2 separate regions of the Sus scrofa genome follow, and region 1 is linked to region 2. A link is a contact called in public HiChIP or PLAC-seq data. All regions are on one chromosome and are shown on one strand. The core of a region is the stretch at or near the end of the contact, and the rest is flanking DNA. Distances in the headings are between cores, read along the strand shown. Region 1 holds the start of ECT2L (epithelial cell-transforming sequence 2 oncogene-like). Region 2 holds the start of REPS1 (ralBP1-associated Eps domain-containing protein 1).

Region 1 (4,897 bases), core at 1,816-4,315, 160 kb before region 2:
CGTGCCATAATTCACCGTAACTGGAGGCCTAGGCCTTGTTGAAGGCTTAATCAGGAAATGTGATACAGAGCTTTTGCTGCTATGCTTTATATTGTTGCCTTATGGGGTTATACTTGAAATGTGTTGTGCTAAATGTTGATAGGGCTGAAGGATCTATCCTTCCTGAGCTCACCAAACTTATTCCACTGTTGGTCCCAAGTTGATGGTGCACAGGCTTTTCGTGGCAGCCCAGCTTCAGTTTACAGTAGACAATCAATAGACACGCCTGGCGTGTTTTCCAACGGCCAGTGACAATAAAATGTTTAATGATTATTTGCGAAATTTGCTATTTTTAATAAAGTGATTGTTTTAAATTCATCTCTTTGTCTGTTTTGGAGTAACCTATAACCTTCAATCTGGGAATACAAGGGTTCAGTCCTCAAGGGTAAACTATGTTTAGAAAATTGGAGGTTCTTGCAATCATGCACCTTGTACACATTAAATATTGTAATGAAAAGAGCATGGGCTTTTTTTTTTTTTTTTCCTTCTTCTTTTTAGGCCCGCACAACTGTTATATGTAAGTTCCCGGGCTAGGGATCAAATTGGAGCTGCAGCTGTAGGCCACAGCCACAGCTACACCAGATCCTTTACCCGCTGAAGGAGGCCAGGGATCAGACTGCATCCTCACAGACACTGTGTCAGCTAAGCCACAACGGGAGCTCCCAGGCATGGGCTTTGACCTTACTTAGACCTTGGTATGAACCCCCACGCTGCTCCTTAGCTTTGGGTTCATGTGTGTTTATTCACTTCTGTTGTAATTTTTGTTTTTCAGTTGGGAAAAGGTTAATAACCAACTTGTACTGGTGGTTATGAGGAGGACGTTTAAAAGTACACATATGGTGCTTGGCTGACATGAGCTAATGTTCAGCAAACAGTAGTTTATTAACATTAGCTTTTAAACGGCTTTATTGAAATGATTCATATGCCATAAAATTCACCCTTTTTAAAGCATTCAATTCAGTGATGTAGATTCAGAGTTGTGCATCCATCACCATGATTTAATTCTGGAATGTCTTCATCACCTTAGAAAGAAACTCATCAGCTGTCACTCCCTATCTCCCAAACCCCTCAGCCCTTGGCAACAATAATCTACTTCCTGTTTCTATGGATTTGCCTATTCTGGACATTTTCTACCAATGGAATCATATAATACATGGTCTTCTGTGACTGGCTTCTTAGTATAATGTTTTCAAGGTTTCAGGGTTCATCCATGTATCAGACTTTTTTTCCTGGCCAAATTACATTCCACTGTATGGATAGACCACCTTTTGTTTATCCATTTGTAGCTCAATTGCCTTCACCTTTGTAGAATAGGCCCATACTTCTTCCTCCTTATTTCCAGGCCACAGAAATAAGCACCCAATTGGAGATGAACGATGGGGACCCATTGAACACTATTTTTTAAAATCTCAATTTTTGTAATTTTTGGCATTCTGTATTCAAAGAAGTTTGATTAGTTTGTCTAATCAGTCTTTTTAATACCCCTTTTAAAAATGAAAACCACCAGAACATTAAATGCAACCTTCAAAACTTTTCTCTTAGGTTGAGCGAATAGGGAGTCCTGAAAAAAAAAAAAAAAAAAAAAAAAAAAACCTTCTAGGGTCTGACAGCAAAAGGTAAATTTGCCACTTGATACGTTTTTTTTGGATGGGTCCTGAGACAGTACAGCAAAAGCTGTTTCCCCATGGATTAGCTGCAGGGCAGCAGATTGACCTTGTTTATTCAGTTGGTTCCTTTGTCCTTTGTGTCAAGAACCCCATGTGGGTCCTAGGTAACAAGTTTTTAGTGTATCTAATTAGTATCCTTTCACACTACTTAAACATGTGTTAAAGACAACAGAAGAAAAAATGAGGTGCTTAGAATAAAACCTTATTAGAATAAAATATTATATAGATGTTGCATATTTATTACAGAAAAATTTTAATTACAGATGACTTTTAAAAAGTACTACCAGAGTTCCCATCATGGTGCACTGGGTTAGGAATCCGACTACAAGCAGGTGGGGTTCAATCCCTGGCCTGGGAACTTCCTTATGCCGCAAGTGCAGGCATTTAAAAAAAAAAAGTTCCTGTCGTGGCTCAGAGGCTAATGAACCTAACTAATATTCATGAGGCCGCGGGTTTGATCACTGGCCTCGATCAGTGGGTTAAGGATCCGGCATTGCCGTGAGCCATGGGGTAGGTCACAGACACCGCTTGGATCTGGCATTGCTGTGGTGTAGGCCTGCAGCTGCAGCTCTGATTTGACCCCTAGCCTGGGAACCTCCATATGCCCCGGGTGGGGCCTAAAAAATAATTTTTTTTTTTTTAAAAAAAGGATACTACCAGAGCAAATCATTTTAAACATCTGTTTACATACTTATAGACTTCTTAGATGTTTATTTACAAAAATTAGGTAGTACTATCCATATGGTTTCCTAACCTGCTTTTCCTGTTGTGAACATCCTTCCTTGGCAGTAACTATTCATCTTTTTAAAAGAAAAAAATTTACAAGATTCACAATAAATACTTAAAAGGTATTTTGACCAGAACCATTAGAAACTAAGAAGGACTGTTTTGGTTTTGGTACATCCTGTGTAATGTGAAAATTGGCAGTAATAAGTATTAAAATACTCTGAAGATCTGCTGAGGAAACCCCCCATCTTTCCCATCACACAGTCTTAAAACTGCTGGCTTTCTTTGAGACCAACCAAACGTTGGCTTCAGGATCCCCGTCTCTTCTTGGGGTCTGGCCCCTCAGTTCCGCGTCTTCTAGGTCTTATTGGGCTCCCAATGAGGCGCCGGATCCTTTGGGAGACTCCGTGGAGGGTGATAAAGGAGCGTAAACGCGGGCCAAGCTAGAAACTGGTGCAACCATGGAGAGGGGGGCGTGGTCCGCCGGGCTTCTGGGGCCTCCAGCCGGGAAGGTGGGGTCGCCAAGCATCCCTCCCGCACCTCAGGCCGAGGCGTGGGTACTGCCCGCCGGCTGCGTGGGGCAGGGCCGTGTTGTCCGGTGTCCATAGAGACGGCGCGCTGCGGCCCCGCCCCCTCCCCGAGCTGCAGCCTGGGTTCTGCTTTCAAGGCGCAACGCAGTCCCACGAGGAGGCTGTGCCTGGAGCCTGGTCTCTCCGCCACTTCCCAGAGGTAAAGCTCTTGACTTCTGGGCCACACAGCTGTTGCTTGGGGCCGTCGGGGCCCAACGACTGGGCGCTTTAGTTCCCCTTGCGGCCTGGGGAAGACCCTCAGCAGCGCCCTCGCCGGGCATCTCCTCGGTGACCTTGGAAAACCTGTGCCCTGAAGTGGCGCTTGGGAAAAACAAAACTATCCCTGTCTGGGGTCAGGTTCGAATTGGGCAGTGGCCAGCAAACTCTTATCTCCTGCACAGCACTCATTTGAGATAGAAACAAAGCACTGATTTTCGTAGGATTCCGAACTGGCTCCTGCTAGTGTTCACCCTCTTCCTACTGGGGAGCCTGAAAGGTGGGGAGCAGGATGGGGGTGGGGAGAAATACAAAGACTACTGCAAATGCAGGTCGTGGTTAGAATGCAAAGCTCTTAATATGCTAAGGAGTTCCCAACGTGGCGCAGCGGAAATGAATCCGACTGGGAACCATGAGGTTGCGGGTTCGATCCCTGGCCCCACTCAATGGGTTAAGGATTCGGCTCCAATTAGACCTCTAAAAAATATGCTAAGATTTGATGAATAAGATTATATATGATCAAATCTTACACTTAAAATCACAGTGTTTATAAATATCCTTTTAAAAGTACTCATACTCTGCTTGTTAATAAATCTTGCCATGTATGAGAATAGATCATCAGGAAGTCACATTTATTTGAGTGCAGCACAACCCATGCATAAGTTTTCAGGCCCATCTTGACATTTGTGCACCTCAGGAAGCTCAAAAATCATGCTCTAAAAAAAGTTATTTCCATGAAAGAAAGTAGGGCTTGGGACTTGAAAGTTTTAGAACAATAAATAATTGGTTGTTTTTCTTGATTGAATTTAAATGGTATAGTTGCTTCTTGTTATAATTTTAATTTTATAGCTGTAAATGTATCAGTGAACAAATCCAGCATTTGATTACACCCAATTTGGTCTCACAGGTATGGTATTTGCTTTCCCCTCCTGTGCTATTCATAGGGCAGATTTCCTCAAAGCATGCTATTACTTTATTTATTATTTATGTGTGCATTTAATAAAAGTTATATACCAGTTTATGTTTATTTTTATTTATTTATTTTTGTTTTTTTAGGGCTGCACCCCGTGGCATATGGAGGTTCCCAGGCTGGGGGTCAAATTGGAGCTACAGCTGCCAGCCTATGCCACAGCCACAGCAACGCTGAATCCTTAATCCACTGAGCAAAGCCAGTGATGGATCTTGAGTCCTCATGGATACTAGTTGGGATCATTACTGCTGAGCCGTGATGGGAACTCCCCAAGTTTATGTTTAAAATGTCATATTTTCATGTGCCCTGAATATATGATATTTAACTGAAGTTGTCTATATTTCTATTTTTTCCCTACTCTCACTTTTCCTGTACTCTATTTTTATGCAGTCTTTAGAACCATACAACTTCAGAGGAGGCATATTTAAGGAATTAAATTTTAGGTAAGAAAGTAAATGAATCATTGTACAACTTAGGGTGTGCACTGTAGAAGTGCTCAAATGTAGATACCTTTGTGGCCGAGAACAGTGTTTGTTTCCAGTTTCCACTCCAAGTCAGTGTCTAGGACAGTGGTGCAAACTAATGTACATTCCTCCCGCTGGGTAGCCAATCACCTGCGGAAACACAGTTAATGACAACATGGTTCGGATTTGTCCCAGGGATGATTTCTCTCTCTGTCTGGACCGGCAGTTGCCCAGCCCTCTCACCCC
Region 2 (4,961 bases), core at 1,100-3,599:
GGCAATACAAATTTCTTTTTGAGTGTTAATAAAATTGAGCACAATATGAAAATAACTTGGACTGGATTAAATATATTTCAAGCAAAGATTAATTAATGCTAATTTGTATCCTAAAGTTTTCACGCACCATTAAAAATTTGAAAGTCAGTTTATTTCAGATCTACCACTCCAAAGACATAAGCTAAATAGAACATGGGAGGTTTCCTCTTAATTTTAGTTTTTAAATGGTTTGAAAGTATTTCTACAAAAAGAGCAATATCACTAATGAGCATATTCTGACTAGGCCTATTCCTATAAGCCTAGATGCAAAGCCATATGGGGAGCCTGTAGTACCCACACGACCACCACCTGTATCAGCAGGGGTCAGCAACTAAAGCCTGATTTTGTGTGCCCTTGAGCTAAGAAAGATTTTTATACTTTTAAAGGGCTGTAAAAACAAAAACAAAGAAGAATATTTGTGACAGAGACCTTATGTGGCCAGCAAAACCTAAAATAGTCAGTTTGTCTCTTTTTGGCAGAATGAATTTGCCACTGACTTCTAGCAGATGGTACAAGACACCCAACTTTTCCTCCCCAAATATTAAAAAAGCAATGTAAAACATACAAGATTATGCAAAACGACAGAATTCATTAAACTTAGTCACAGCTAATGCACAGGTAACCTGTAAAACAGAGGCCTACGTGGACATTTTTATATTTCCCAGAACTTTTGTTAGAAGGAACTTGACCCTCATTCTAAGCACACTGCTGCTTGAAGAGTGAAAGTGCCTGGCCCAAAGTCACACTGGTTGACAGGGTGAGGTCAAAGACCAGGCCTGAAAACTGATTCAGTGCTTTCTATGGTACATGGCATCGTACCCATGCACATGGCTGTACATTTTGGATATTTGTATAACTGGCTTGGTTCATTATAAAGACGAAAGTTTAAAACCTGTTCTTCATGCCATGTTCAGACACACTCTTACTAGCAGCCATGAATCATTAAACAGAACAGCATCAATGCTCACCACATATGTTAGATAGGAACTTCTAGGAAGCCTTCTCCTTTAAAAGCAGACGTGATGAAGAAAGCTTAAGACTTACTCTGCTTGTTCCTCTGATGCTACAGATTGAGGCAAATATGCACCTTTGACTTCCAGTTGCTCAATGCTTATCTTCCAACCCAATCCACAAGTTCCACCAAATGCTATGGAATGCCAATGGGAAAACCATCCAGTTTACATCAGCCACGCATCCTATAGTTAAAGTTCTTTTCATATCTGAAGCAAACTACTAGCTGAAAGTTCAAATTTTTTAATCTTCCTAAGAATTTAACTGCCTTAAAAAAAAAAAAAAAAGCTTTTTCGATTCCTGAGTCTATAAAAACGACTTTATCGTGTCTGCTCGGCTAATTCAAGAATTAAAAAACATTTTGCCTACACTGATAACTTCACCGCAATGTAGGATCCTAAGAGCTACATATACACTACCAAGACCTAGGATTCAAAGACATGGTAACAATCCAAGATCCTGCATCTGAAGTTGCTTTTCCAGTGCTGAAAAACAGATTCTAAGGGACAACCGAGAGATACACGACTTAGGCGCTTCAGAGATAATACACAGACCCTCCCCCCCCACTGTATATTTGCTTGACTTTTGTCCTCGAGGAGCGACCCCCTCCCCCTCGCGAATCCCGGCCGCCCGGGCACCTGCGGCCCCGGCCCGCAGCGGAGGAGCCGGGGGGAACCTGCCCACCATTCGCCCTTCTGGAAACAGTGCCCACTCCCACCCCGCGGAAGCAAGAGGCTGGAGGCCCGAGCCGCCGAGAGGCGACCCCTCGGCCGTCCGCCGACCCCCGGACGCGGCAGGAAGGGAGGGCGGTGGCGTTACCTGGAGGACCACGTCGTTGGGTAGCTGCGCGGCCCGGAACAGCTCCAGCACCCGCCCGTTGGCCGCCACCTTCTTGGTGCTCTCGATGTCGCAGTAGGAGAAGAGATCCGAGTAGTATTTCTGCTCCGCATCGCTGAGCGTTAAACCTTCCATCTTCGCCTCCGCTCACGGCCGCCCCGCCCCGCATGCAACACCCGGGGCCCGGCCCCGCGACCCCGGGATGACGGCTGCGCGTCGCCCGGCCTCCTCCTCCTCGCCTCCCGAAGCAGCGGAAAGCCCCGGCCTCGCGCGCGCGGGGGGCGTCGGAGCTGCAGGGCTGGGAGGTCGCGGGAAGGGGGCCCGGCTGAGCTCGGCGCGCCGCCGCCTACGAGGCCCCGCGCAGTCCCGGGCTCGGCGCGTCGCGCGGCTCCCGCTCCGCCTCAGCGGCCGCGAGGAGAACGCGGGGAAGGAGGCGGGGGCCGCGGCGGCGCGAGGCGCGAGCGGACTCCGCCCCCGCCGCGGGTTCGAGTCTCCCCGGCTCCCCGCCGCTTCCCCCCACCCCCCAGACTTCCCGCCTCGCCTTCCCCTTCCGTCCACGCCCCCGGAGCGGCAGCACTTCCCAGAAAAGTTGTGGGGCTTCTAGTCTAAAGTTTCGGGGGCTCTAGGCTGAGCGCGGCAGCCGCTCCGCCTCCCTCCGCCGCCATTTACTGCGCCCCGGCCCGGCCCCCGACGCGACCGCACCGACACTGACAGCGGCGGCCCCGCTCCAGACCCGGATGTGAGGCCGGGAGGAGAGAGCGCGAGAGGGAGAGAGCAACACCCACCGGGCTGGCTCGGCCGCTCCCGGGAGAGGGGGCCGCAGCGCCCCCTGGTGGCTGGAGCCCCGCGGCGGAGCGGCCGTCGGCGCGGCGGGCTGGAGGAGCTGGGACCCCTGCGAGCTGGTCTGCGGTCTGCGGCTGGGGGCGGGAAGGGGGGGAACAGCGCGCAGCGCATTCAGACCAGGAGAACTCAGATACAAAGCTGCAGTTTGGATTGTTTTCAAAGCTTTTGGCACTAACTGTTAATAAACATTGACTGAAAGGGGAAAACTGTTAAGGTTATTGTTATTGTTCTGTTGTACCCTTTGAGGTCAATTAATAATTGAGGATCAGTTCAATATTTCTATATGTTTTGAAGGGCTATGAGCATCTATTCCATCTGAGAACTCTCATCGTGTAGACACCACTACAGAGACCTAACTTCCACTCTTGCTCCAAGCCAAACTTGCTGAATAGAGGAGGAAGTTGGGGAAATTTTTCTCTCTGGACAAGGTGGTTCTGGCCACCAAGAATTTCTCCTGCCACCCCTAATTTCCTCCTTTCTGAAGATCATGTGACTGCACTGTTCTCTGCTGCACCCATAAGAGAGGTAATTCTCGAGATACCTTAAATAGAATATCTTAACAAGAGTTTATCCTTGGAAGTTCCCGTTTTGGCTCAGCGGTAATGAGCTCCACTAGTATCCATGAGGATGCGGATTTGATCCCTGGCCTCGCTCACTGGGTTAAGGATCCGTGTTACTCTAAGTTGTGGTATAGGTCGCAGATGTGGCTGGGATCTGGCATTGCTATGGCCGGCAGCTATAGTTCCCATACTAGCCAGGAACTTCCATATGCTGCAAAATGCAGCCCCTAAAAAGCAAAAAAAAAAAAAAAAAAAAAAAAGAGTTTATCCTTAGCAAATAGGAAATATTTCAAAAACAGCAGCTAGTACAGAATTAGATTTTTCAGTTTTGGTTTTCATTTTGTCTTCTACACATTACTCCCCAGAGAGAGGTACTGGTCTTACAAAGGGCCCAAGAAAGAAAATTATGACAGATTTACAGTCTTTTTTTTTTTTTTTTTTTTTTTTTAACGGTCACACCTGCAGCATATGGAAGTTCCCAGGCTAGGGGTCTAACGCTAGCTGCAGCTGAGGCCTACCCCACAGGTTGCAGCAAAGTGAGATGGTTAACCCACTAAGGCCAGGGAGCCACCCTGCATCCTCACAGAGACAATGTCAGGTCCTTAACCTGCCACAGCAGGAACTCCCAGATCTACAATCCTTTATCTGGAATTCCAAAATTCAGAGAACAGTGAAAACCCAAAGGTTTTTTGTAGCACTTTGGCAGCAAAACCTTCCCTGCCTCTTTTGGAGGCAAAATCTCAACTCAACTCACATGAGGCTAAGTCTTTATACATATATATATATAGTCTTTATATGTGCCACTTAGTGTCAATATTTGTTCCTTTTACTCCAGGCTTTAATGGAGTATATATACACATTATATAATATTAATATATACAGTAATAAGTATTTATTACCTTGTTTTTATTATTATTATTAAAAATAGGGATTGTGGAGCTGTATTTGAATAGTATCATTTTATATACTTACATATCATGCCATTAATCTCGTTTCTCTATCTATCTCTAAAACTTTAAATTTGCCACAACAATAACTCACATATCTCTACAAGACAGCTGCTAGAGATGATCAGAGACCCACAGCTGGCCTGTCTTCCACAAGTGTAAAAGGGAGGCCTGCATGATGTAGGAAATGACTCAGTTGTTTTCAGCATCTTTTTCTCCACCACCTTTCCTAGGCCCTGAGGCTCTTTCCTGCCCCAAGGCCTTTGCTCCTGCCACGTGAAATGCTCTTCCCACAAACCTTTGCGTAGCTTGTTCTGGCACACCTCAGGTCCCTGTTTGTAGAGCAGAAGTTCAGAGAGAACTTCCCTCAACACCTGATCTAAAGTAGCCCCCCCACCACACTCTAACTCCTTATCTGAATTATTTTTCCTTATAGCGCATTTCACTACATTAACATATATACTTGTTTACTTTTTTTTTTTTTTTTTAAGGCTGCTTCGGCATAGGGGCATTCCTATGGGATTGAAACCAAGCCACAGCTGCAGTGCAACCTTTAACCCACTGCACCAGACTGGGGATGGAACCTGCACCTCCGCAGCAACCTGTGATCTATGCAGAGCCTACACAGGTTTATAGTTGGGTTCTTAACCCATTGTGCCACAGCAGGAACTCCTGTTTACATTTTTAAATTGGGATACTATTGACATACAATGTTTACATGGAG

What was found. HiChIP or PLAC-seq counts read pairs in DNA pulled down with a chosen protein or histone mark.
Region 1: an H3K27ac HiChIP or PLAC-seq map of alveolar macrophages shows a contact between it and region 2. The contact joins the promoter of ECT2L here to the promoter of REPS1 in region 2. A contact is called at or near these places in 1 of 5 promoter capture datasets (fetal skeletal muscle), 1 of 47 Hi-C or Micro-C datasets (retroperitoneal adipose tissue) and 2 of 2 datasets of contacts at active chromatin or transcription factors (alveolar macrophages and skeletal muscle).

The regions. Positions count from the first base shown.
Region 1 is chr1:25,642,457-25,647,353 of Sscrofa11.1, reverse strand. It overlaps ECT2L (epithelial cell-transforming sequence 2 oncogene-like), which reads left to right and starts at 3,065. Exons shown (of 20, transcript XM_021087372.1): 1 at 3,065-3,161. It overlaps CCDC28A (coiled-coil domain containing 28A), which reads left to right. Exons shown (of 6, transcript NM_001244669.1): 6 at 1-357.
Region 2 is chr1:25,478,671-25,483,631 of Sscrofa11.1, reverse strand. It overlaps REPS1 (ralBP1-associated Eps domain-containing protein 1), which reads right to left and starts at 2,349. Exons shown (of 20, transcript XM_021087342.1): 1 at 1,870-2,349. The coding sequence starts at 2,022.